Regions from separate parts of the Mus musculus genome. Here region 2 is linked to region 1. Evidence: chromatin contacts called from public Hi-C data. All regions are on one chromosome and are shown on one strand. The core of a region is the stretch at or near the end of the contact, and the rest is flanking DNA. Distances in the headings are between cores, read along the strand shown. Region 1 overlaps Wnt5b (wingless-type MMTV integration site family, member 5B). Region 2 overlaps Erc1 (ELKS/RAB6-interacting/CAST family member 1).

Region 1 (2,700 bases), core at 167-2,666:
AACCCACCCACTCCCTCTTCCTGGCCCTGGCATTCCCCTATACTGGGGCATAGAACCTTCACAGGACCAAGGGCCTCTCCTCCCATTGATGACCGACTAGGCCATTCTCTGCTACATATGCAGCTAGAGACACGAGCTCTGGGGTTATTGGTTAGTTCATATTGTTGTTCCACCTATAGGGTTGCAGACCCCTTCAGCTCCTTGGGTACTTTCTCTAGCTCCTCCATTGGGGGCCCTGTGCTCCATCCAATGGATGGCTGTGAGCATCCACTTCTGTATTTGTCAGGCACTGGCAGAGCCTCTCAGGAGACAGCTATATCGGGGTCATGTCAGCAAACGCTTGCTGGCATCCACAATAGTGTCTGGTTTTGGTGGTTGTTTATGGTATGGATCCCCAGGTGGGGCAGTCTCTGGATGGTCATTTCTTCAGTCTCTGTGTACCCACTTTTCTTTATGTGGGTGCTGGGCCAACATTCAGTTACCCACTGAGTCACACCCCCAGGGCCGTGATGGCTGCTCTGATAAGACAAGTATCTGATCTAGTGGAACCCAAATCGGGATCCTCTTCTGGTCCTGGTGTCAGAGAATCCCTTCCTCCCTTCCTCCCTGCCTCTCTCCCTCCCTTCTTCCCTCCCTCCTTTTCTTCCCTCCCTCCCTCCCTCCCTCCCTCCTTCCCTCCCTCCCTGCCTGCCTCTCTCCCTCCCTCTGTCCCTCCCTTCTTCCCTACCTCCCTCTCTCCCTCCCTCTGTCCCTCCCTCCCTCCCTCCCTCCCTCCCTCCCTCCCTCCCTGCCTGCCTCTCTCCCTCCCTCTGTCCCTCCCTTCTTCCCTACCTCCCTCTCTCCCTCCCTCTGTCCCTCCCTCCCTCCCTGCCTCTCTCTCTCCTTCTCTCCCTCCCTTCTTCCCTACCTCCCTCTCTCCCTCCCTTCTTTCATTCTTTTTTGAGACAGGGTTTCTCTGTGTATTCCTGGCTGTCCTGGAACTCACTCTGTAGACCAGACTCACGGAGATCCACCTGCCTCTGCCCCATGAATGCTGGGTTAAAGGTGTGTGCCATCACTGCCCAGCCTATGTCTTCTTTTAAAAAAAAACATTCATCTTGTGTGTTTGTATGTGCGCAGGAGTGGGTACCACTGCATATGTGAGGAGGTCAGAAGACACCCGTGGTTCTAATTCTCTTCTTCCAGTATGTGGGGCTCAGGGATCAAATTCAAGTCATCAGGTTCAGCCGCAAAGGCCTTGACCTGCTGAGGATCTCCCTGTCCCCAGACCTTATGTTTTCTCAGAAACACTATGATGTTGGGTCACATGTAAAGTAAACTAGGTCTAGTTTATTCACACAGCACTAGATTTTGAAAGAAGCGCGAGACTGTTCCCTTTCAGTCACTTCCGGTTTCCAGCAATGCCTCGGCTGCCTCACTGCTTGCTTCATGCTGAGAGGCTGCAAGCTCTCTGCTCAGCCTCTCATGCCCTCCCTGCTATCACACGTAAGACATATCTTACCCTTTCTAATTTCGACCCGATTTCCACGAGGGTGTTTTGCTAAGGTACTGACACGGCTCTATCATCTTCTTGGTCACAGTTCTCTGGTGACTTCTTGGTGACAAGTTACAACTGAATCTGTAGTGCAGGTGCAGAGTCTTTACTTAGAGGCTACTTTCTAGCCTCTGCTGGATGTTTGCCAGTCGGGGTCCCTTGGCATGCTTTCAAAAACGAGGCAGGACTCTGCTTGGTGGCCCAGTGAGAGGACTTTGGGGTGTACCCTGAGGGCTATGTGCTAAAGTCAACTGAGGCTCACTTGGGAATTCAAAAGGCCTATTATGTAATAAACAGTGTTTTGATTTGGTTAAAACATTCCTGTGGATCTGGAGATATGCTCAGTAAAATACCTGCCATGTAAGTGTAAGAGCCCCAGACCCACATAAAAGGAAAAAAAAAAAAAAAAAAAAAAAAGCTGGGCCCAGATAGTCGAAGACAAGGCAGGGGGAACCCTAAAATTTCACTTAAAGAGCCCAAAAACAAAGGTGGAGAGAAATCATGGAAGGGAACCTACTGTTTAACCCCGGCCTCCACACCCATGTGCATCTATGTACACATACCACACACAAATACGAAATAAACACAAAATTCCTGTATTTAGACAGGCTCGTTATTTGCATGAACAAAACCCGAATCAGATTGCAAAGGGACAAAAGGAAGATTTTAGGGTGGAGCAATGTCCTGTATTTTGATTATAGTGGATGACTTTACAAGGGATGCTATGGTCTGAAATTAATTTGTCTCTAAAAAAAAAAAATCGTACCGAAACGTGATCCCTAATGTGAGAGAGCAACTAAGATACCTGTTAGAGGTGGCGTGATCTTTGGATGTTTGGGTCGGGAAGGATCTACCTTATGGAGTGATTAAAGCCAGGCTCATGGGATTAGGCTAGTTCCCACAGAGGTGACTTCTGGAAGGACTCAAAGGACGTGGGTGACAATCTGGGATCCCCAGAGCATAGGACTCTACTGAGTTTCCCATGAGGAGACAGAACTTTTAACGGAGACTGAAAACACATCAGGCACCATCTTGCAGCAGAAACCTTACTGGAAATCTATTAAAATCTCAGCATGGTCTCAAAAGACTCTGGTAATTTCTGTGTCCCTGCCAAGGGAATCCTGCATGGGGAGGCCAGAGGTCAACATCGGCATCTTATTAACATT
Region 2 (2,700 bases), core at 150-2,649, 120 kb after region 1:
GTTTAAATTGAGATAACTTCTCCATGATACACCGTAGAGCAACAAATACCTTAAAGACGTTCATGAGTATGAAAATAGTCCCATCCACAATAAAATCAACTAAACACAGACTTTGGGAGGATACTGCCAAGGGTTTAGTCAAAGCAATTCAAATACTGAAGCTCTAACCCCAATGTCACTGCTTCTAGAGACAAGGTCTTTAGGAATGAATTCAGACTCAGTGGAGTCGAAGGGTTGACACCTACCTTGTGGCTGTAGCTGTTCCGAGAGCAAATGAGTCAAAGAACTCCTCCATGTGAACACAGAGAAGCTAGCCCTGGTGAGGAGTGCTCCCACCAGGAAAGGAGTCAGCAGAAACTTTACCTTGGACCTCCAGACCTCTATACTGTGAGCAAACAGATAAACTACTATTTCAGCCACCTACTCTATGGTATTTGTTGTAGTCACTTGAGCTGAAACAGGTAGGTAACTTTGTGCAGGGAAGACAACAGTCTCAAAGCTTTATACACTACATTTTTTATACTGATAATTAAGGATAGGTTGTACTATAAATGATATCCTGTAACATTAATATTTTAGTTTATATTTAGGTAGGAGTCATTTCCATGTTATCTAAGAAACTACTTATTATTTTAAACAGCTCATTTAGTTTTGGGTAGATTTTATATAAATATTATGACTGTAAGTATTTGGGAAGAAGTTATTACTTATAAATTAATTAACAGATCATCTAGAAAAATCTTAGAGAATTAAAAAGTGTGTAACTTACTACAGAAGATACATGTATAAATTTAACAGCAACTAATAAATAATTTAGGTTTCAAAAATAATCAAATGTTCCAAAGGCCTTTTTGATCCTCTATCTTCACTACAAAGGTAGCCTGACTATGGGCAGCTGGTAGATGAGTACCCTACAACCATCTTATGACCACTTATTTGAGTCAGAATATACAAAAGTAATGTATGGTTCACAATAAAAATATCGTTCAAATAAAGTTTTAAAGCATCAAAAGTCATATCGTATGGTTTTTAAGTGTTTACCATGAACACAATCTGAAGAATAACGTTAAAGATCCCCCATGACTCCTTTTATGAGTGACAATCACTAACAATATTAAGACATTTTAAGTGGTTTAAATGAGATGTCCTCCATAGGCTCAGGTATTTGAACACTTGGTCTCCAGCTGGAGGTCCCATTGGGGGAAGTTTAGTAGGCACAGCCTTGCTGGAGTGGACACTGCCTACTTCCAGTTAACTCTCTGCTCTTTGTTTAAGGTAACAAAAGTGAACCTTCAGCTTCCTGTTCCTGCTGCCATGCTCACCCGACATAACGGGCTCTTATCCCTCTGGAATGTAGGCCAAAATAAACTTCCTCTATCAACTGCTTTTGGCCATGGTCTGTTACACAGCAATGGGCAGGAACAAATGCACCAAGTCCTCCATTCTGCCTCCTCCTGGGAGTGAACTAGTAAGAGGGAGCACTCTCTGATTCACCCTCACCTGGTACCTATTTCTATATACATTTAAACTCCACTCTACCCTGCAGGGTTCATCTCTGGGAGGAAATACTGTTTCAATTTTCCAGCCATCTGGCTTTGTCAAAATTTGACTGCTTATCTCCAACACATTTCATGGTGAAGTAAAAGCATTTTGATTATTTCCAAAAAAAAAAAAAAAAAAAAGAAAAAAAAGAAAAAAAAAGTTACAGAGATATCCAGTGAATGACGCCTAGGGGCAAGAACTTCAGGGCCAAATTGGCTTAGTTTAAATTCTACTTCCATATACTAGTCATCTATCCTTAGGCATGCTATGAGGTAAATTCTGAACCTCAATTTCCCTATCTTTAAAATGGGGGTAGATCATGGATTTTGACTAAAAGACTGTATAGTACAGGTTGGTTAATTAAGCTAATAGAATAAAAGCATTTAGAAAGGGGCATAGCTTAAATTCAGCACCTAATAACTCTTTAGGATTATTAGTCTGATAATGATAAACATTAATTTTCACAGTCTCACTCCTAATTTTTTCTGGTCATATAGAATAGATTGCTTATCCTGTATTGTTGAACACTCAGGTTCTTTATATTTTAATCTAACACATATATATTTGTCAGTCTGTCCTTCTAGCTTATGGCAGAAAGAGAATATATATCAACAGACTGAGATACTACATTTTTGTTTTCTAGAATGCCTTCTGGTGACCTCTCACATAGTCGGAATGTTTGTTTCGGCTCGAAGTTCACATATTGAAACCTTACCACAAGTGCTGGAAAGCCTGAGAGGTGAGAGCTTTTAAGTCTTAAGTCAGTCTTCTTCTAAAGGTGGCTAAGGGGAGCACCCATCCGTTTTGCCACATGAGCAGACATTGAGAAGGAACAGACGGCAAAGCAGAGCAAGCACTCCGTTGATGCTAACTGTTGAAGCCCTAGCTTAGGTTTCCATTCTTTTGATGTTTATGAATTACAGTTGAAGAAAGCAACCACAAAGTGGGGGAGGGGGAGGGTGGGAAGGAAAGGAGATGTGGGAGTGGAGAGGGGAACATGATTGGGTATTGGGTGGGGGGAAAATGACTGAAATCACTGAGGGCCAGCAAAAAGAATGGAAACATGCAACCTCGGGAGGTAGGAGGTTGGGGGGAACCCTCCAGAATGCACCAGAGACCTGGGAGGTGAGAGACTTTCAGGACTCAAAGAGAAGGACC

Evidence for each region. A called contact is a pair of places that touch in the nucleus more often than the background predicts.
Region 2: a Hi-C map of pro-B cells shows a contact between it and region 1, with 2.8 times the contacts expected there. The contact joins two enhancer-like sites. A contact is called at or near these places in 20 of 484 Hi-C or Micro-C datasets (the C10 cell line, CD4 T cells, CD8 T cells and 10 more), 5 of 115 datasets of contacts at active chromatin or transcription factors (T-cell acute lymphoblastic leukemia, embryonic stem cells, heart atrium and 1 more) and 4 of 9 other capture datasets (adipose tissue, embryonic stem cells, liver and 1 more).

The regions. Positions count from the first base shown.
Region 1 is chr6:119,500,800-119,503,499 of GRCm38.p6, forward strand. All of the region lies in intron 1 of Wnt5b (wingless-type MMTV integration site family, member 5B), which reads right to left. Among named protein-coding and RNA genes, the nearest start is that of Gm30690, 16 kb to the right of the region's middle. Within about 2 kb of position 1,417, at least 48 of the 459 cell types and tissues checked have an H3K27ac peak or open chromatin away from gene starts, as enhancers often do. A contact at or near this core is called in T-cell acute lymphoblastic leukemia and pro-B cells, where this site is marked.
Region 2 is chr6:119,620,427-119,623,126 of GRCm38.p6, forward strand. The region is part of intron 18 of Erc1 (ELKS/RAB6-interacting/CAST family member 1); the gene reads right to left. Among named protein-coding and RNA genes, the nearest start is that of Wnt5b, 77 kb to the left of the region's middle. Within about 2 kb of position 1,400, at least 8 of the 459 cell types and tissues checked have an H3K27ac peak or open chromatin away from gene starts, as enhancers often do. A contact at or near this core is called in T-cell acute lymphoblastic leukemia and pro-B cells, where this site is marked.